Regions from separate parts of the Mus musculus genome. Here all the other regions are linked to region 4. A link is a contact called in public promoter capture Hi-C data. All regions are on one chromosome and are shown on one strand. The core of a region is the stretch at or near the end of the contact, and the rest is flanking DNA. Distances in the headings are between cores, read along the strand shown. Region 1 holds the start of Dennd5a (DENN/MADD domain containing 5A). Region 2 holds the start of Akip1 (A kinase (PRKA) interacting protein 1). Region 3 holds the start of Rpl27a (ribosomal protein L27A). Region 4 holds the start of Usp47 (ubiquitin specific peptidase 47). Region 5 holds the start of Tmem41b (transmembrane protein 41B).

Region 1 (3,740 bases), core at 6-2,505, 2.1 Mb before region 4:
ACGGTGTTCAATGACTACCACATCGTGACAGAAAGGGGGAGAGGAGTTTCCCTCATCGAATCAGCATGACATAACTTTAAAGTCTAACACGACAAGCCTCCAACCACTGAAACCTGCTTACTGGCCACCCAAAAACTTTTCAAAACTGTTGCAACTCCAATGTGGGCGCGCAGGAATTCACCGGGGATTTTATAATTCTTACACCTTCAAGCAATGGGTGCCAAATCTCATCAGGGCCTCACTGTCACTCCCCCATCACTTCCTCTTCGAAAGATAACTTGAGAGGCATCACAACACTGCACAACCTGTCCAACTGGGACGCGCTGCCTTCATTCACAAATGACCCTCGCCTGGTAAAGGACATTAACTTAAAAAACAAACAACAACAACAACAACAACAAAAGCATGGCCCTGGGTACAAGTTCTTTTCTAGCGCCAAGAGAGAACCCGTTCTTGGTGTAACCCGGTTCAATTTGTCACTTCACGTCCGATCAAGAGGGGCAGAACTGTGAAGGAAAAGCCCGGGCCTGGCCTGCTCAGGAGTGAGTTATAACGGTTTTGAGGAACTGGTCTCGCCGGCTTCTTGGGAAGAGGCCAAATAAACTCATCAAGTTTTTGTTTTGCTCTTTTGAAAAGTCTGGGTGGGACTAACTCTCACTAGGAAGTGGGCTAACTTCTTTCCTCCCAAAAGGGTGCTAGAAGGCAAGCTTCCCTTCATTGTGGACTAAGCCCCTCGACCTCTGAGCGCACCCAGCGTCCGCGTCTCCCCAGGTTGCCGACGCGGCGACCACCGCGCGGGGGGCAGCAGGCCCGCGGGACCCGCGTCCCGTCTGCTCGCCCGACCCTCACTGGGCTCCCGGGACAAAGCGGGCCCCGCGGGCCCTAGCCCGGGCTCGCGCGCACTCACCCGACAGCTCGTCCGGCTCCAGCCCGGTCTCGGTGTCCAGCCCGCAGATGACAAAATAGTCGGCGAAGCGACTGGGCGCCGAGCCCCCTCCGCCGCCGCCGCCGCTCATGGCTCCGGGCCGAGCGGGGCAAGCCGCGCGGAGCCGAGCCCCCGCCCCCGGCCGCCCGCCCGCCCTCAGCCGCCGCTCCCTCCGCCGCCGCTACCGAGGCTCCGGCCGCCGCCCCCGGGCCTCGCCGGGTCCTAGCGGCCGCCGCTGCCGTGCCGGGGCAGGGGGGCGCCGGGCCACCCCGCGCCGCATCCTGGACGCTGTCCTCTGCACCGCGGCCTGAGCAAGCCTGAGGAAGGGCGGAGAGCGGCCGCCCGCCCCACCGCGGCCCCCCACCCGCCGCCACCGCGTGCGCACGCGCGGTCGGGGAGGGGCGGTCGTCGGGCGCAAAGGATGACGTGATGCTCTTTGGGCCCCGGGGGCCTGGGCTTCCAGAGCAGCCACCACAGAGTGGCCAGCGGTCAGCTGCTGGGATCCCGCGACTGCAGCCACCTCCACGCGACTGCGACACCCTTTAGAGAAATCGGATGCGGTGTGCGGAAAGAGTGGGCCATGGTGGCTCGTGCTGGCCGTGTCACCGGCATAAGAGCTGCAGGGCTGAACTGTGAAGCCCACCGAATCCTGCTCCTATACTGTCACCACAGAGCAGCTTCTCCTTGTCACCTCTCCTCAGTGTCAGCTTTCCCCAATAGATCTGAGGAAACTCTGTTCTTTGGAGAGAGTGGGTCAGCTTATCTTCTATTTACCTTTAATTTGCAGATAGGGAAACTGAGGCTCAAAAAATGCAAGAAACAACCCTACGCTTGAATCCTGCGCTAGCTCACTGCCCCGCACCCCACAAGCAGGGCTTCTTCCATGCACCAAACTCTCCCCCTTTCATGAAGCCCCAGAAGTCTCCCTCCCCCTTCACTTAGTTCTTTTCATGCTCACAGAATTCTCTGTCCATTCATCCATCTATCCATCACCCTTCATTCATTCATTCATTCATTCATTCATTCCTTTCTTCCTTCTAGTGAGAATTTGCTTGTAGAAGAGAAAGGGTGGCTGAACAGGTGAAACCTCCTGGTCCTTGTCTCTTGTCTAAAGAACAGACCCTCTGACTTCATTTTCTACAGAAGCTAGCCAGATGTGTCTTCTTTTGGTGGTTGGTTGGTTGATTGATTTGATTTGGTTTTTTTGGATAGGGTCTCACTTATAGACCTGTCTGACCCAGAACTTGCTATGTACCTGTATTACCCTGATGCAATACTCTTTCTTCTGCCTGCTCAGTGCTGGGCTTAAAGGCCTGCATCATCACACCAGGCTCAGGTGGGTCTGTACTGTAACATCAGAGGCCAAGGAAGAGAAACTGTAGTGGCTGCTAGCATGGGCTCTAGAAACAGTCCCCCAGTTTGAATTCTGACTTATAATGTACAATATGATATTGGCAACTTACTTATGTAATTTCTAGGTGCCAACAGGCATGATTTTTGTCAAAGTACAAAATAAATGCATGTATAGGTAAAGTGGTGAGGATTATACCCAGAACATAGAAGGCACTCCATAAATATTATATACATTGTCATTGTTGTTACAGAATAGTGTGCGCCAGGTTTGCTCTGGCAGGCAGCCAGCTAAGGACTATAGAAGGCAATTGGCTTCCCCAAGGGCTGAACCTGGGCTCTCTCCTGGGTTCTGTCCCAGTATTCCTCTCAAGTACTGGATCCCTTTGGGAGGTTGGTTGAGAGGTCACAGCCAACATCACTGGAAACCATAGCATCTGCTCCCTATATCTAACCTGAGCGGCTGGGAGAAATCAAGAGGACTGGGTAGCTTTACAAAGTCCATCTGAAGTGATGATACTATAACCCACATGCTTGGGACTCAGAGTCTGTGCAGGGGGCTCAGAGAGCTTAATAAAGCAAAGAAAAGAACGCCTTTTGGTGCTGGGTCACGGTCATGGAAGGCTTCTGGTGATTCTAAGGATCAAATGTGTGCCCACAATAAAGAGTGGAAAAGCCAGACATTTAGGCAGCACTGAGGAATGTACTAATATGGAAGATGGGAAAGCCAGGTATAGTGGCGCAAACCTATAATCCCAGCATTCTGGAGCCCAAGCAAAAGGAGTGTGAATGTGAAGCCAGCCCAGCCTTACAGTACAGATGGTCTAAAACAACAAAATAGCAAACAGAGACAGAGAATTAAAAGGGATTGAAAATAAAACAGAGAGGGAGAGAAGAGTTGGGGCAAGAAAGGTTTCAAATGCCAGGTGTACAGACCGGGTACAATTAAAGGATCACTCAGACGAAGATATAGAAGAGACTTGGGAAATTTTTCAATTAGAGAGAGAAAAGGTCAAAGAGTGATATGTGCAAGCCTTCAACCCCAGGGATGGATCTCTGTGAGTTCAAGGAAAGTTTAGTCAGAGTTCCAGCACAGCCAGGGATACAAAGAGAAACTTTGTCTTAAAAAAAACAAAAACAAAACAAAACCACAACAACAAAACTGTAAAAATAGAGAAAAAAGGAGGAGACTAAACTTACTCAGTTTAAAAGTCTAGAAACTTTTTATCTAGGCTTGCCAGCTGCTAGAAGACCTCTCTCACTCTCATACTAACTCAACACATGAAACACCAGTTGAAAACAAATCCGTGCCAGTATTCATTTGCTCAGAGGCCCAGAATACTCAACTGTAAAGTGATCTCCTTCCCAGCAGGAAATATGCTTGGCAGAGTGACTGCTTCTTAGAGAGTGGGGAGAAATACAGGTCTGGATATGACTAGTTAGTGATTAAATCTCTGCCCCACTC
Region 2 (4,018 bases), core at 385-2,884, 2.3 Mb before region 4:
CAACAAACGCTAGAGTGGACACGGAAAAGCGGCCAGTTGTGGGAATATAAAACTGTGCAGCAACTTTGAATAACAGCCTGGCAGTTTCATATCATGTAAATATAAATTTATAATACTCTCAAAATTTTTACTTCAAAGTTTCTGCTCAAGAGAAATGAAAATATTTAGTCTTAGAATGCATTATCAGAATAGGCCTCCAGGATGGAAATAGTTCCAAGTGATGAATAAACAAAATACAGTATATTCATATAATGGAATATTATTTATCCATAAAAAGGGATGACAATGTACTATATACTATAACTCAGACAAGCCTCAAAGTAATCTAAATGAAAGAGACCGGTCCAAAGGGCCACATACCATATGATTTTATTTGTATGAATCGCCAGAAAAAGGCAAATTTATGGGGATGTCAATCAGAATAGAGGCTACCTAGATCCTGAAGTTGAAGTGAGAATCATTCATCAATAAGAACTAGACTACTTTTTACTCATTTTTTATGTGTGTGAATGTAGTACATGTGTGCCAAAGAAAGTGTATGGAGGTCTGAGGACAACTTTTGGGAGTCCGTTCTCACCTTCTGCCATGTGTAAGGCAGGGTCTTGCTTGTTGCTACTGCTAGACTATATAATTCAAGGTGTCTAGTCCAGGAGTTCTAGCCAATTTCCTGTCCTCACCTCTTATGTCACTGTTGCAGGGTAGGGCTGACAGATGCACACTACAGATCCTGGCTTCTGGCATGGATTTCAAGGAATCTCAGGTAGCTAGGTTTGTGGGCAAATGTTTCTCTATTCACACTACTTAAGGACTGAGAATTCCTTTGTGTCCTGTGAGGGACCCACCCCGCACTGAGCAATGTTCCTTAAAGTGGAACTTTCTCCCCATTCACGCCCTGCTGCTCACCAGGGGGTGTCACTCCCGCTGAGACCCAGGGCTTTCACCATAGCCCCATGGTGTTCTGAAAGGTATCTGATCCATTTCTTACTTTAAAAAGTGATACGATTGATGCTTGAATGGTAGGTCCAGATCCCAGGACCAAAGAGACTGAAAGCCAGCCTGGTCTACATAGTGAGGGTTTGCACAGTGAGACTGTCAAAAACAAACAAACAAATAAACCTCCAACAAAATTGTGTGAATCTGTTCTTCCAAGGGAGGAATGAGGAAGCTGCAGGAAGGGAATGACGGGATTCCCCACTCACCACTCCACTACATCCTCTACCAACCTGCCAAGAAATACCTGCCATCCCCTGGAGTCTTACCAGTCCCCTCACCCACAGTTCCAAGACCTCCGTCTGGCCTCCATCCCCAGCCTTGAGAGTTCTTCTGACAGAATGCCCTTTCCCCAGCACTACCTCCTCAGTCGCGTTGGTCCGCTAGCCTCATCACCTCCTCACACAAAAGTGGTTCTGGAGTGGCGAGACCCCTGAATACGGTCCGCATGCACCTACTCTCACAAATGTTTTTAGCGCAACGAGTCACGGGATCCACACTGACCTGTCGCGGCAAGAAAGTCCTCGAACGACAACAAGCGCCCGCTTCGCGTCTGAAGCTGATTAAGGCTGGGCCCACGTGCCCCTCGACCCGGCCCCGCCCACACCGGCTCCGCCCATCGCCAGGCCCCGCCCACGGCGCGCAGCAGTTAGCTTGGCAACTGGCGCGAAAGAAGGGCCGCGGGAACACGGAAGGCGTGTCCGTGTGAGCGCTATGCGCGTGCGCCCGGAGAAGCAGGCCGGGTGAGGGGCTGTACCCAGGGTCTGAGAGGCGGAAGTGCAAGGGGCAGGGGTCCTGCCTGCTAGTTCCTCCCCACTTGGATTGCGCGATGCAGGCGAAGGGGGAGTTGGGGTCGCGGGGAAGTTGCCGCCCGGATCCGGGCCTAGTTGACTTGTCTGTGTATGTGTCCAGGGAGACATGGAATACTGTCTGGCGGCCGCGGCGCTGAACGGAGTGGACCGGCGCTCGCTCCAGCGCTCTGCTCGGCTGGGGAGGGAAGTATTGGAGCGCGCCAAGAGGAGGGCAGTGGACTGGCATTCTCCAGAGCGATCCAGAGGCAACGTGGGGGTCCTTTACCGCCAGGGCCCCTACCAGGAAAGATGGTCGGTCCCTGGTTCCCAGCGCCTCCTAGGAGAGGTGAGGCCGGGAGCTGGGGGACTGTCTAGTCATTCTCCGCCGCCACTGGGCGGGAGGAAGCCTCCCATGTCCAGAAGATGTAACGCATTGGAGCAAAAGTGGAAACGTTGTTTGGAAACTGCTTTTGACACGGTCTCGTATAGCCCAGGCTGGCCTTGAACTCTTGCCTACGATTTAGGTACTAGTATTAAAGAGGTTGTGTACAAGCACGGTGTGACCCAATTCTTTTTGAATAACAAAAGAATAGTAGTATTCTGCTTACTTATAACATAAAATTTCTTACCGGGTGTGGTGGTGCACACCATTAATCTCAGCATCCAGGAGGCAGAAGCAGACAGATCTCTTGAGTTCGAGATTAGCCTGTTCTACATAGCAAGTTTCAAGCCATCGTGTGTTACCTAGTGAAACCCTGTCTAAAGTAAATAAATACAATTCTTAGTGTGGTGCCAGAACTTGGGAGGTCGGGGCTAAGGATCAAGTACAAAGTCTTCCTAGTGTACATGTGATCTTGTCTCAAAAAATCATAAACAACAATAACAGTTCTTTCCCATTACTCAATAGTGAGTAAAGCCAGCCAACCAGTTATTTTAGTTCCTGGATAAATTGCACATCTAGTTTACAGAGTTGGATTTTTTTTTTTTTTTCTCAGCAAGATCCTTCTTACCAGTTTCAGCTTGCAGAAGCTTTCCTAAAAGTGAAAAAGGGCTATTTCTCAAATGATGTCCTTCTCCAGTAGGGGATTTGTAGGTCTCACCTATGACTTGCCATTTATTACAACAGAGAGAAGAAAGGTGCCCAACCCTTAGCTCTTCCTTCGGAGCAATGGCTGAATTCATGGACTATACTTCAAGTCAGTGTGGGGTAAGTTGGTGTGATCTGGACTTGGGAAGAATCAGTCATCTCTCCCAGGACCTATAGTCCTTCATGGGAGCAGATTATAATCAGTTACGTAAGCCAGGTGGTAATGCAAGCACATTGACGCATTTCCTAAGTCTAGCTGTTGAGGATAAACAAAGCACAAATGTTCTCCCGCCTCTTCTGAGTTTTCAGTCATGTGAAGGAGTATTGCGCTTCTTTGCTGAATCCCACAGTTACTTGATTTGAGGGTGTTTCCTTTTTCCTTTGAAATGAAGTGAAAATCTCCAGGATCACACCTGAATTGTTTTGTTTTCAAAATGTGCTGAATCCAAAACTTCAAGTCTGTTTGTTAGGGTTTGTTTTTTGTTGTTGTTTTTCTAGACAGGGTTTCTTTGTGTAGCCCTCCTTATATTGGACCTTGCTCTGTAGACCGGGCCAGCCTCGAACTCACCTAGATCTACCTGCTCCTGCCTCCGGAGTGCTCGGATTCAAGGCCTGTGCCACCACTACCTGTATGTTAGTATGCTAGGTCTTTACCTTCAGTGTTTGTTTCAGTTTCCCATTGGTATATATTGGATTGTGGGTTTATAAACAGTTGGTGATAGAGATAGCCATGTGAAACAGGTACAGGGATGTGGTTTTTGAGTGGCAGGACCAGCTTCCCATGGATCAAACCGTGTTCTGTAACGTTCAGCTATCCCAGTGGTCGCTCCTAAGCCTCACCTAAGGTCACTTCTCACTGTGACCAAGCAGTGAGAAGTCGCTGCTGCACTCCAGGCTGTAAAACTTCCTTCATCGTGCTCTCTGGCCTTTAGTAAGGTTCACATTTCTAAAGCCCCAGGCTTTATTATCGGCTTTTTTGGTTTAAACTGAAAGATGGATGGTAAATTATCACAACACCATGACATCAGGGACACCAGGCTTTCCTGAGAGTGGCCTGGCTTTAAGGATATGGGTGTCTAAGCTGGAAGGAAAGGAATTGTTTTCGCTACGCTTGTAGGCTTCAGATATTAAGATCAGTAAACTGCCAGTT
Region 3 (3,700 bases), core at 249-2,748, 2.5 Mb before region 4:
TTTAGAGTTCAGAAAGAGTTGGTCATGAGGGTACATGCTTAAAATCTCAGAACATGGGAAGCTAAGACTGGAGGATCAAAAGGTTAAGGTTAGGGAAATCAAGAGTGGTACTGGGATACTAGCAGTGAAGGCATGGGTAGTTCTAATATTTGTCCTTATAACAGAAAATGGTAGTCCTCAGCCCTCAAAGAAAGCTCTCTTTGCAACAGGCAGAAAGAAACTGATATAGAAAGCTATAACCAATCAAAATGCAGAGGTGTGAAGTCCAGTCCCACTGGATAAATCTGTAAAACAACCCCTCCACCTAAGGCGAGGGAAAGACTGTAAGAGCCAGAGATCAGAGGCTTTACTGTGAAATTGTGTGTCCTAGGAGTGTAAGAAGCCACACCCATAGTATCACCAACAGGACTGCCTGAATAGGAGCTGAACAAGGACAGCCATAGATATGCTATTACAGCCCACACGAGAAAGTTCGAGACCATCATGCCTAGCCAATCGATTAGGAGTGTAACTCCAGCAGTCAGGAGGTACAAGGCCAGCCTTGGCTTCAGAGTAAGACCCTGTCTCAAAACAAATACAAGATCTTGAGGAAATGGTGTGGCTAAAGTCAAACTGCCCAGATTGTAATGGACTAAACACCGAGCAAGAAGCTAGCAGACAGACAGGATTTGCCCACTCTGCTTTCTGAGAGTTTTGACTAGAATATTCTTTAGTTTAACGGATCAAGTAAGAAACAATAAAACAGATTAAGGGGTTAGAATCTTGTGCACAAGTGTACCACTTTTGTTAGCAAGCAGGCTACACGCCAGGAACTCATGGATTTAAAAGGAAAACAAGCAAAATTGCCCAGTCCTGAACCCTTAGAGAATCTGGGCTCTATCGGGAAGAAAAATGTAACTTGGCAATTAGAAGTTACAAGTGTGATAGTTCGAGTAAACAAGTAACAAAACAGGTCCAAGAAGGTCGACACGGAAAATACTTGTATGAGGAGCACGCTGGGCTGGGAACCTCGGGTCCAGGGGAGTAAAAGCATACCAGCCAGAGTCTGGAGAAAATTCAAATGTGATGTTTATACAAAATAGTTACAGAATCTAGATCCCTGAAGCACAGAAGGCTGTTCAAATTTGGCAGGACATGAAGAGAGGACCAGAGCAAAAGAGAAGGGCAGTGTCCCTTTAAGGGACGTCAGAGGCCCTGCGGAAGTCTTGCCGATGCTCTGAGCCACCGCCATTGCTGCCCGGAGACAAAAACCAACCGCACCAGAAAAGAACAGTGCACTCCGACGATGACCGGCCGCAGCGGCGCTCGACTAGGGAGGAGCTACCGGGGCTTCCGGGGGCGGGCGCCACCGGTTCACCCCGCCCATCCACACGGAAAGGAAGAGGCGGGCGCCGGGAGCCGTGACGTCAGGAGCCCTTCCCGAAGCCGGCCTCCTGGCCGGAAATGAAGCATTGGTCCCGCCCCCGCGCCTGCTACCTCGCGAGACTTCGTGAGCTCCTCCCTTTTCCCTTTCTGCCACCGCCATGGTAGGTCTTCTCTTGGCCTCCGCTCCATCGCGGAGGGTCGGGGCTCTGCTTCCCAGCCTTTCAGCTGCTTGCTATGGTCCTAGTGGGTCTCCATGGCTGGGCGTAGCCTGCGGGGCGGGATGACCCACTCGGGTGTGGGGCGAGGAACGTGGGGCCGCGTGTTCCGACCAGAGCTGGGATCGCGTGGACGTGCGGGCCCGGGCGGCTGAGCACGCTCTGAGTCCCGGCCTCGGCTTAGCCGGTGCTCCAGAAGGCAAGTCCTCGTGTGCAGGCCTGATCCGGGCAGGCAGGCATTGCTGCCCTCTCCCCGGTCTCCCCATCCTCTAAGCAGGCCTAACCACTTTGCTGTTTTTCCCACGCAGCCATCCAGACTGAGGAAGACCCGGAAACTCCGGGGCCACGTGAGCCACGGCCACGGCCGCATCGGTAAGTGTGCGCCTCCTCGGCGTTTGGCCTTTGGAGTTTTGTTGGAAAGTAGACATCCGTGGGTGGAAGGAAACACTTGCAGTTCCCCTACTTTATGTTGGTAGCGGGGTGAGAGTTAAACACATGCCGCTGGGATGTGAAATGCCGTAAATGTTCCTTCTATCCCCGAGTCTTGATAAATCGGGCTTAGAAACGGATGGTAAACTGAGAGCAGGAATAAGGGCATGTGAGCAGCTATAAGTCACACAAGTTGCTTTGTGTGCCGACAGGTAAGCACCGCAAGCACCCAGGCGGCCGCGGGAATGCTGGAGGCATGCACCACCACAGGATCAACTTTGACAAATAGTGAGTGTTTTGGAAGTGGGGGCTGAAGGGGTGAGTTAGGACGGTGTCTCCCTGGAAACGGGCTTCTTACCATTTGGTATGGCTAGCTTTAGCAAGTAAACGCTGCACTTGAACTGAGGGGACCTGTCCGAGGCTAGAGTCACGCTCAGGTATTGCTTGTTGCCTTAGTGTGCTTAAGTCCTCGAAGAATAACTGCTGACCTTATTCACTGGCTGTGTGGACTTTCTGGCACAGTCAGTCACCAGGTTAGTGACATATGTCAAGTTAACCCATTCAAAGTTACGTTGCACCCTATTTAGGGAATCCTTTAAGGAGTGGGGGTGCTACTGAGTGACCTGACTTTTAGTTCAAAAATTGTATCTGGTGCCTGCTGTGTCAATGTTTACAGTAGTGAACACTTACACTCACTAGGAGACAACTACAAAGATAAGTTTTCTCAGTGAGGCTCTGAAGATGGTTGCCTTCCCTCCCCAGTCACCCAGGTTACTTTGGGAAAGTTGGTATGCGGCATTACCACTTGAAGAGGAACCAGAGCTTCTGCCCAACAGTCAACCTGGATAAACTGTGGACATTGGTCAGCGAGCAGACACGGGTCAATGCGGCAAAAAACAAGACTGGAGTTGCTCCCATCATTGATGTTGTTCGATCAGTGAGTGAACTGACTTGCCATTCGTTTTAAAAGATTTTATGTATATGAGAACACTCTTCAGAGAAAAACAACAGAAAAGGGCATCGGATCCCATTATGTATGGATGGTTGTGAGCTACCATGTGGTTGCTGGGAATTGAACACAGGCTCTCTGGAAGTCCAGTCAGTACTTAGAGCTGAGCCATCTCTCCAGCAGCCTGCCTTGTCACTCTTAATGGGACCTTTAATACACGGTCTTATTTGAAAGCCAAACCTATATATACATTTGGCCATTACCTATTAGAAAATTTTAGTAGAATTGTTGCAGGTGATTGAATTGGTCACATGCTAATAACTCTTCCTCTGCTTGGTTCCCACTTGTTTCCATTTCTAACAGGTTTGCTTTTTGAGGTATATAGTTGGTCCAGAATGGTCTTAAGGCACATCCTGGCTTTTTTTTTTTTTTTTGCAGGTTAAAGTGTTCATTATTTAAGGCCCTATATTGTTAAAAGTACCCCCATCCCCCCCCCCCCCAAAAAAAAAACCACACCAGCCTAAGTGCAGAGACCCAAACCACAGGGAGGCTTTCATGGGCCCATCATTCCTAACCTACTATATTTAGTAGGGTGTAACTGGTCAGGAGTGGGGGGGGGTGTTTGGCCGAGGCTAGAGTCACATCCTGACATGGTGCTTGTCCTGGTGTGCTACAGTTCTCGGAGAGAATCGCTGGTCTTGATTCATTGGTAGGGGCCTTCAGTGTCCCTTCTAGTGCCCAG
Region 4 (4,153 bases), core at 72-2,571:
GCATTGTATTAGTAATAGTAGTTGAAAATGCACTTCTTCCATTAGGATCAAAATCTTTGTGGGTTACCTTTTTCAGCTTATGACAGCTATTAAAGCCAAGTACAGAAATAACCTGAACACTGAATCAGATATTTTAATAAGTGTTTCACAAAGAATTAGCTTTTAAAAAACTAATGAAACCTAGTCAATCAGAGTGCGTTCACTAAATATTTTCAGTAGGGTTAATGGATTTTTTTATACCATTACTACTTAAAATCTCGTTTATTTTAAATGTCTGTCTTTGCTATAATTTTTAGAATTTGTAGATGTTTTACAGTGCCACAAATAGCAGAATTCTAATAAATCTTACATAACTGTATAGAGAGCTTTTCTTGGGTGTGGGGTGTTCAATAGTAACAAGTTTGGCGAACCAATAGCATAGGTAAAGGAGTTGGCGCTGTGGATGCTGGGTACATGGCACAATGGAATTAACTCAGCAGGCTGTAAGAGGACTAGTTTGCCAAAAGTCTTCATGAAAGACGTCTCACTGGGTCTTCATAATGGAAGGAGTGCGGTGAAGGAAAATGACTAATAGGAGATTTGTTTGGTCAAACACATGGTATTTACCGTCTGGGGAGATTACAAAAAAAAACATATTCAAAAGGACAGCACAGGTTGAAGCGCACCACAGCTCTGCTCTCAAAAGGCTCCCTCAGACTTGGCCCTGTAGGAGGATGACAGCAAGCCACCCAGAAGGGTGCAGGGGAGCACCTCTAAGTGTAGTGACCCCTCTTTAAGGGGCTCCAGGGGCTAGCTGATGGGCACCGAGGTCCCTAAGGAGAGTGGGGCGGCCACGAAAACATGACAGACGAGGACCAGAGCCTTGAGGGCGAAAGCCAGAAAGGCGATTTCTCTACAAGGCGCGTTGTTTACCAGCTCGAGGCCAAAGGTTCCTCAAGTGGGGCTGCAGCGGGGTCGCTGGAGACCAGGAAAGAGTCTGGGGACTGCAGGGCTGAAAGGGGGGCTTTGAACTGGAGCTCGTTCGTGACGCAGGGGCCTCGTCCCTCCCTCGGCCGACAGAGGGAGCCGGAGGATGGGAGGACCGGCTTCCCCGTAGTGAAAAGCGCCTACACCGGCTCTCAACCAGCGTAGCGCGGCGTACCCCGGGGCTGAGCAAGAGGTGAGAAGATCCCGAGCTCACGACGGCCGCCTGCATACCCCAGGCGCCAGACGCCGGGCCGCGCGCCCACTGCGTTGAATTCTCGCGAGAGCGGCGGCCGCCATTTTTCCATTGATTGCCGCGGGCCGGGGGAGGGGCGGCGGCGGCGGCGGCAGCGGCGGCGGCAGCAGCGGCGACGGCGGCGGCGCCCTGGGTCGGTGTCTGCGCGCTGGTGTCTAAGGCCTGAGCGGAGGCCTCCTCAGTTGCTGGAGCGCAGGCGGCTGGGAGGATGACTGTCGCTGCCGTTCTCTCCTGAGACACAGCCGCCGCCACCTCCACCAGGCCCCCGCAGGCAGGGCGGAGACGAGCGGTCGGAGTCTGAGCGATGGTGCCCGGCGAGGAGAACCAACTGGTCCCGAAGGAGGTGAGGGGCCGGCGGGCCAGACTAGGCCCGAAGCCTGCGGTCCGCTCGAAGTCGTGCAGGCCCCGAGCGGGAGGCAAGGCTAGGGCCGGGCAGGCGTGGGGCCGGGTGGACGGTGGGCGCGGCGGGCAGTTGGAGACCGCTGGTTCCCGGGGCCACGTAGCCGAGGGAGAGCTCCGGCTGCGAGGGGCTAACGCATCAAAGACTGGACCCGAGGAGTTGGGTTCTGCTCCCGGGGGTGGGGGGGAGTATTGCGGAGAGAAAGTGGCCTTTGAAGTCCAGACTTCACACACGTCGAGCCGAGAGAGTTAAGAGAGATCGTTTCAAAGAAAACATTCTGGAACAGTTGCCCGTGGGCAGGACGGGGTGACGGTGCTGCTTCTGGGGTTTGACAGCGTATAGCTTACGGGGCTTGTGAAATCGACACCTAAGTTGAGATCTGTGGGAGGGCAGACTTAACTGTTAAAGAGTTGTCGGTCTCCCCACCCCCCTCCCCCCAGCCTCCATTCCCCCTCCTGTTACTTCGTAGTACTATCGGCCAGCCTAAATGGGGCCTACCCAGGATCGTTGAAAAAGTAGTTAAGTGGGGCTTGAACGGGAGGGTAAGAGATAGCCGAGTTAATTTCACCATATGGAGAGACGAAACGTTGTTTTTGTGTGTAATTTTGGTCTTTTTCTGGTGTTGCCAACTTGGGTGACTTAAATTCTTAAAAGCGAGTGACATAAGACTCCCGGACTTCTTGGCTTCCCTTGAACAGTCAGTAGTAGAAGATTAAAGGTAGAATCCTGCACTGGCCAGTGGATTTCGACATATTAATAGTCCGTTGGCTTTATAAATATCCTCAGCATATTCAAACATGTATTTTTAACTGCTGGTCGTCAGGCTTAATGCTTTGGACTTTTATATCTCATATACCTTAAATAGATGCCAAGTGTTAAGTTGAAATTAGGATGGTAGGATCTTGATATTTATACACGATCATTTCGGATTCCTAAATGTTTAGGTTTTGTTTGTTTGTTTTTTAATTGTAGCAATTTGTTGCTACACAGACAACCCCTGGCACAATGCAAAGTGACTTTATTTTGTACCTGAATAGTTAAAATTTCCCATCTTTCCTTAGATGGATAATAAGTTGATTTTTAGGGTTTTGTTTTGCCGTTTTGAGGTAGGATCTTACTATGTGGACTTTGAAGTACAGACTTGGCTGGCTTGGAACTCACTTGTAGATAAGCTGGCCTGGAAATTCTTAAGAGGTTTCCCTGTCTGTCTCCCCCGATGCTGGGATTAAAAGTGTGTGCTATCAAACTCAGTGGAGTGCCTGTTTGCTGTTTAAGGCTGAGTTGTGTGTGTGTCAGTATTTTATCTGTCAGACATCTCTAAGTCTCAGTACAGCAGATAAGCACGAACTAAAGATCTTGCCTCTGGAACAGTTTCAACAACTGAGAGTTAGGAAGTCGGGAATGTGAGTCCTCCTATGGTCCAGTCCGGCATTTTGAACTTTGTACTAAGTAACAAGGAAGGAAGGAATAGGTTTTACGAGAAAGCTAACCTTCATTTCCTTTGGTGCTGGTTTCCAATCTTAAGAAACAAAATTAACCCTTAATTTCCAACATTTAGAAAATAGAACAACAAGTACAACCCTGCATAATATTATATTAATGACTCGGTTTGTAGAAGTCCTGATAGAGATGTGCACATATCCTGCTTTGCACAAACTTACCTGTTGTTTTAAAAACTGATATTGCAATGCTAGTTTCACCTCCGGGACGATTGAACTCTCGATTATCTGAGGAGATCTCCCTTATCAGATGAACCTAACTTTTTTTTCCTTCTGGATGTTATGCTTTATTTCCTGTTCCTGGCTTTCAGTACTTTATCCACAGTTCCTGCTTCCTGGGATATACACCGAAGTGCTCTTGAAATGCAGACTTTTTCTTTACCTAGCCAGATAGTGGTTTTGTTTGTTTGTTTGTTTACTTGTCAGCCTCACTCATTCTTCATTCACAGGTTGCTTCTACTTCCATATTTGCTTCTGAGTTAACCAGGGCTGTATCCCAAAAGGAAGCTAGTGATCTCTTAAACCAAATATGTGGGCTTCTCCCCTTCTCTTCCTTTAGTTAGTTAGTAGCATTAGATACTTTAAAACATGGCCTTTCTCTTGTTTGTGTTTTTAGTAATGAGTTTTATTTTCTTTGTTATCAAATAGCATTTGAATTATACAGTGCTAAATCTGAGGGCAAATCGTGTAATTTAAACCACTTCACTTCTCACAGGAGTGAGAAGTACAGCTCTCAGGTTGAAAGTGACTTGTTCAAATTAAGGACTCACAGGTGGGGGTCTAGAGCTTGGGTCCTCCATCGGGTCTTTTCATCCTCTTACGTTCAGTCCATGTTACCTTGGAGCTCTAAGAATAGTTTCTATTTCTCCGGGTACTTGTTTAGTAAGTGACAATACAGTGCAGAATTAGAAGCTTACCTGTGCCTATTCCAGCTATATTAACAACCCGAGAGAGCTTTGTTTTGCTTCAGAGAAGGTCTGACCTTTATGGATGTGGCTTTCGATTCTATGTGTGAATTCATAGAGTTGTTAAGTA
Region 5 (3,989 bases), core at 139-2,638, 2.0 Mb before region 4:
GTCTTTTAAAAAGTAGAAGGCAGGGAGGGGGCTGGTGAGATGGCTCAGTGGGTAAGAGCACCCGACTGCTCTTCCAAAGGTCCAGAGTTCAAATCCCAGCAACCACATGGTGGTTCACAAGCATCTGTAACGTGATCTGATACCCTCTTCTGGTGTGTCTGAAGACAGCTACTGTGTACTTACATGTAATAAATAAATTAAAAAAAAAAAAAGTACAAGGCGAAGGCCGTGCAGTGGTGGCACACGCCTTTAATCTCAGCACTTGAGAGGCAGAGGCAGACGATTTCTGAGTTCGAGGCCAGCCTGATCTACAGAGTGAGTTCCAGGACAGCCAGGGCTATACAGAGAAACCCTGTCTTGAAAGACCAAAAAAAAAAAAAACAAAAAAAACAAAAAAAAAAACAAGGCGGTAGTGTACGCCTGCACGCCTTGGATCCAAGTACTTGGGAGGCTGAAGGAAGCCATTCTTTGCCTTAGAGGCCAGTCTAATCTACAGAGCAAGGTCCTCCAATACAACCAGGGCTACTTAGCTTGAAAACAAATCAAACAATTTTTTTTTTTTAAGTTACAAACCAGGTTAAATGGAAACACAAGAGCTGAAAATGTTGTGTTTTTTTCGAGGCAGGGTTTTCTCTGTGTAACCTGGAACTTGTCTGTCTCCGGAGAACTGGATTAAAAGGACGCGCAACTACAACTACCACCGGCTAGAATCTGACACTTTCAAGTGGCACCTGGAAGGGCAAGTCTTTGCTCTTAATCACAACCTTAGTGTGGCTCTGTGACTCTACACAAGTCATGGAGCTGCATAGTCCTCAGTATGTTCATCTGTAAAACAATACAACGAAAGCTCAAGTCTCTCAAATACCTGTCTGGGTGGCCTGGATAACGAACCGGTCTATTTGGTGTCACAAGTCGGGGTCACCGCTTCCTTTGACTAAAGTCTATTGAGAAAAAACTAACTAGGAGGAGTCTAGCCCTCTGTCATGCTGGGTTCCCCGCCAAGTACAGGACTCTCTTGCTGAGATGCTTCGGTGCTGAAAGGTCCCTCTTTCCCTGCGACCTGCACCACGGGGTCCTAATCTTTAGGGCAGCCTCAGCCCCGTCCCGCAGGTCCACTCACCGTTCAGATGATCTTTGCTGCCAGGCGCGGCGGAACCCTGGGTCCTCACTGCCCGGTCCCCGGCTGGGGTCGAGTGCAACATTTCGGTGGGCGATCGATCAGCCACTCTGCCTTTCGCCATGGCTGCTGCGGGGGCCGCGAAGAGCTCCTACTGGTGCCGCGCCCCCTTGAATGACTAAAGCTCCTCCCGCAGCTTTCTTTCAACACCCAGGCGCGAGGCACAACTACTTCCGGCACGACCACCTCACCTGAGACGACCTCGAAAACTTGACACTCGGCGGAGCCTTCCAGAGATATCAGGTGAGGGCCCGCCCAGAACCGCCCACGAACCTCGCGCGCTCCCGCACGCCCAGTAACCGCGAGACAAGTCAGGGCCGACCCCGCCCCCTCCGGGGCCCCGCCCACCTCGCTGGTGTAGGGCGCATGAGCAATATCGCATTGGCAAGTCATGGGTCTGCGGCCTAAGGTCCGACTTCTCCGCGTAGCTTTCGTCACACGGAAGTGAGGCTCGAGTACTTCAGACTCTTTGTTCCGCCAACCGGAAGTGTCTGCGCGCGACTAGTTGGTGTTGGAGATTCCATTCGTTCCGCAGCAAATGGGTTACAAGCGCTGTGGAAGCTGGAAGCCTGTTCTTAAAATCGTGTAAAATTTAAAACATGAGACAAACGTACCTGAATCTCACAAAATTGAGACCTAGAAACAAAGAAGATCACAGAGTGACAGAAATTAGTTTAGAGTCCAAGGTTTTTCACTCACCTGTCCAAAGTAAATTCACCCTTACTCGCTATATTTTGGCGTTTCCTGAGCCAAGGCATAGCTTCTTGACAGTTTTTCTCCTTCTGCCCCTCATATCCAGCTTCTCACTGGTAAGTATATTAGAGTCACCTCTTCTTTAGGATTTTGCTTTGTCTTGTTCTTTTTTTTTTTTAAGATTTATTTATTATTATATCTAAGTACACTGTAGCTGTCTTCAGACAGACCAGAAGAGGGCATCAGATCTCATTACGGATGTTTGTGAGCCACCATGTGGTTGCTGGGATTTGAATTCAAGACTTCGGAAGGGCAGTCGGTGCTCTTAACCACTGAGCCATCTCTCCAGCCCTGTTTTGTTTTGTTCTTGCTGTCGATATAATCTTAGACCTTGGGCATACAAACCACACCATTCTGTTGCTGAGCGATGCCCCTATCCAATTGACATTTTTTTCGTTATCTTTTTTAAAAGCAGGTATCGAAGGTAATAGTGGGGAATTTCTTCGTGAAAGTAACTTAGCAGTGTATTTTAAAATTTGGACAAAAAGGGGGAGTGGGGAATTGGATTGTTCTTAAGCAGTAATTACACTTAGAAGAAATAATCTGATATCTAGAGAATTGGCAGCTCAGTGCGTAGAAGTATTTGTCTCTTAAACTTGACAGGCTTATTTCGGTCTCTGAGACCTAATAGCAGTAGGTGAGAACTAACTCTTGGAAGTTGTCCTCTGATTACTTTTTTTTGGGGGGGGGGGCGGTTTGAGACAGGGTTTCTCTGTGTAGCCCTGGCTGTCCTGCAACTCGCTCTGTAGACCAGGCTGTCAGGCTGACCTTGAACTCAGAAATTCCCCTGCCTCTGGCTCACAAATTCTGGGATTAAAGGCGTACGCCACCATAGCCTGGCGTCCTCTGATTTCAACATAACATTCAAGCACGCAGCAGTAAGTGTAGTGTTAATAAAATTAAAATTAAAAAGAAACAAAAAATCATTTTATAAAAAGTGAATACGTGACCGGGCATGGTGGTGCATACCTTTAATCCCAGCACTTGCTAGGCAGAGGCAGGTGAAATTCTGAGTTTGAGGCCAGCCTGGTCTACAGAGTGAGTTCTAGGACAGCCAGGGCTGTAGAGAAACCCTGTCTCGAAAAACCAAAAAAAAAAAAAAAAAAAGTGAACACCTGGGACTGGAGAAATGGCTCAGTGGTTAAGAGCTCTGACTGCTTTTCCAGAGGTCCTGAGTTCAATTCCCAGCAACCACATTGTGGCTTACAAATGAGATCTGATGCCCTCTTCCGGTGTGTCTCAACACAACTACAGTGTACTCATAAATAAATCTTTAAAAAAAATAAAACATAAAAAGTGAACATATGTGCTCGCTTTAGCAGCACATATACTAAAATTGGAATGATACAGAGAAGATTAGAAAAGATTAGAAAAAAATGAGCATATGTGTGATGTGATATCAAATAATGTTAGTATAGTAGTTTGTCAACACAAAGCAACTCTCACCCCTCAAGGGAATAAGAATTTATTCTAGTCACAGGGTAAACTGATAAGTCATTTTAAAGCATTAGTATGGTCAACCATGTTTCTAATCCTTTTCCATGTTGAATATCTACATCATTGTTAAGTGTTCCTAGCTAGCTAGCCAGCCATTTCACTGGACAAATGATGAGACACAGGGGTATGCCTATCACCATCCTTTACAGAGCTATAACCAGCCTCACCTTTGAGTCTGTGATCCTCTTGTCAGCTTCACACTGCAGCATTTGCTGTTGGAGATGGAACAGCATCTCACAAGGGTGGTTTAGGGTTTTGTGTACATACTGAAAGTATTGCCACACACCTGGAGCATGTAGGATCTCTATCTGGTGCGTTTGGCAGGAAACAAACTCTGTTTCTGTCAAGCTTCTGGGGCTGCTCATTAGTCTCAACTATGGTTTAATAGAAAGAGTGTGGCTTAGAAGGTCAGCAGATACACATGTTCCGAAGTATTAAGATCTTAGCACTCAAGAGACAGAGGAACTCTGAGTTTAGCCTAACCTGGTTCACGTGCAAGTTCTAGAACAGCCAATACTGCATAGCGAAATTCTGTTTCAAAAACAAAAAACCAAAGAAACAA

The links. Promoter capture Hi-C pulls out the DNA fragments that hold promoters and counts their contacts.
Region 1: a contact with region 4 is called in a promoter capture Hi-C map of pre-B cells, with 4 times the contacts expected there. The contact joins the promoter of Dennd5a here to the promoter of Usp47 in region 4.
Region 2: a contact with region 4 is called in a promoter capture Hi-C map of pre-B cells, with 6 times the contacts expected there. The contact joins the promoter of Akip1 here to the promoter of Usp47 in region 4. A contact is called at or near these places in 2 of 39 promoter capture datasets (liver and pre-B cells).
Region 3: a contact with region 4 is called in a promoter capture Hi-C map of pre-B cells, with 6 times the contacts expected there. The contact joins the promoter of Rpl27a here to the promoter of Usp47 in region 4. A contact is called at or near these places in 1 of 39 promoter capture datasets (pre-B cells), 2 of 484 Hi-C or Micro-C datasets (B cells and CD4 T cells), 1 of 115 datasets of contacts at active chromatin or transcription factors (regulatory T cell precursor) and 1 of 9 other capture datasets (liver).
Region 5: a contact with region 4 is called in a promoter capture Hi-C map of pre-B cells, with 4 times the contacts expected there. The contact joins the promoter of Tmem41b here to the promoter of Usp47 in region 4. A contact is called at or near these places in 2 of 39 promoter capture datasets (liver and pre-B cells).

Annotation. Positions count from the first base shown.
Region 1 is chr7:109,959,167-109,962,906 of GRCm38.p6, forward strand. It overlaps Dennd5a (DENN/MADD domain containing 5A), which reads right to left and starts at 1,256. Exons shown (of 23, transcript NM_021494.1): 1 at 908-1,256. The coding sequence starts at 1,016.
Region 2 is chr7:109,702,044-109,706,061 of GRCm38.p6, forward strand. Akip1 (A kinase (PRKA) interacting protein 1) reads left to right here and starts at 1,635. Exons shown (of 6, transcript NM_020616.2): 1 at 1,635-1,733; 2 at 1,903-2,127; 3 at 2,908-2,988. The coding sequence starts at 1,909. It also overlaps a transcript of Denn2b not described here.
Region 3 is chr7:109,517,697-109,521,396 of GRCm38.p6, forward strand. It overlaps Rpl27a (ribosomal protein L27A), which reads left to right and starts at 1,499. Exons shown (of 5, transcript NM_011975.3): 1 at 1,499-1,526; 2 at 1,889-1,952; 3 at 2,222-2,297; 4 at 2,772-2,946. The coding sequence starts at 1,524. Snora3 (small nucleolar RNA, H/ACA box 3) reads left to right here and starts at 2,436; the gene lies at 2,436-2,555. LOC115485611 (a small nucleolar RNA gene) reads left to right here and starts at 3,584; the gene lies at 3,584-3,700.
Region 4 is chr7:112,022,185-112,026,337 of GRCm38.p6, forward strand. Usp47 (ubiquitin specific peptidase 47) reads left to right here and starts at 1,322. Exons shown (of 29, transcript NM_001357952.1): 1 at 1,322-1,562. The coding sequence starts at 1,524. It also overlaps Gm3960.
Region 5 is chr7:109,984,842-109,988,830 of GRCm38.p6, forward strand. It overlaps Tmem41b (transmembrane protein 41B), which reads right to left and starts at 1,389. Exons shown (of 7, transcript NM_153525.5): 1 at 1,121-1,389. The coding sequence starts at 1,241.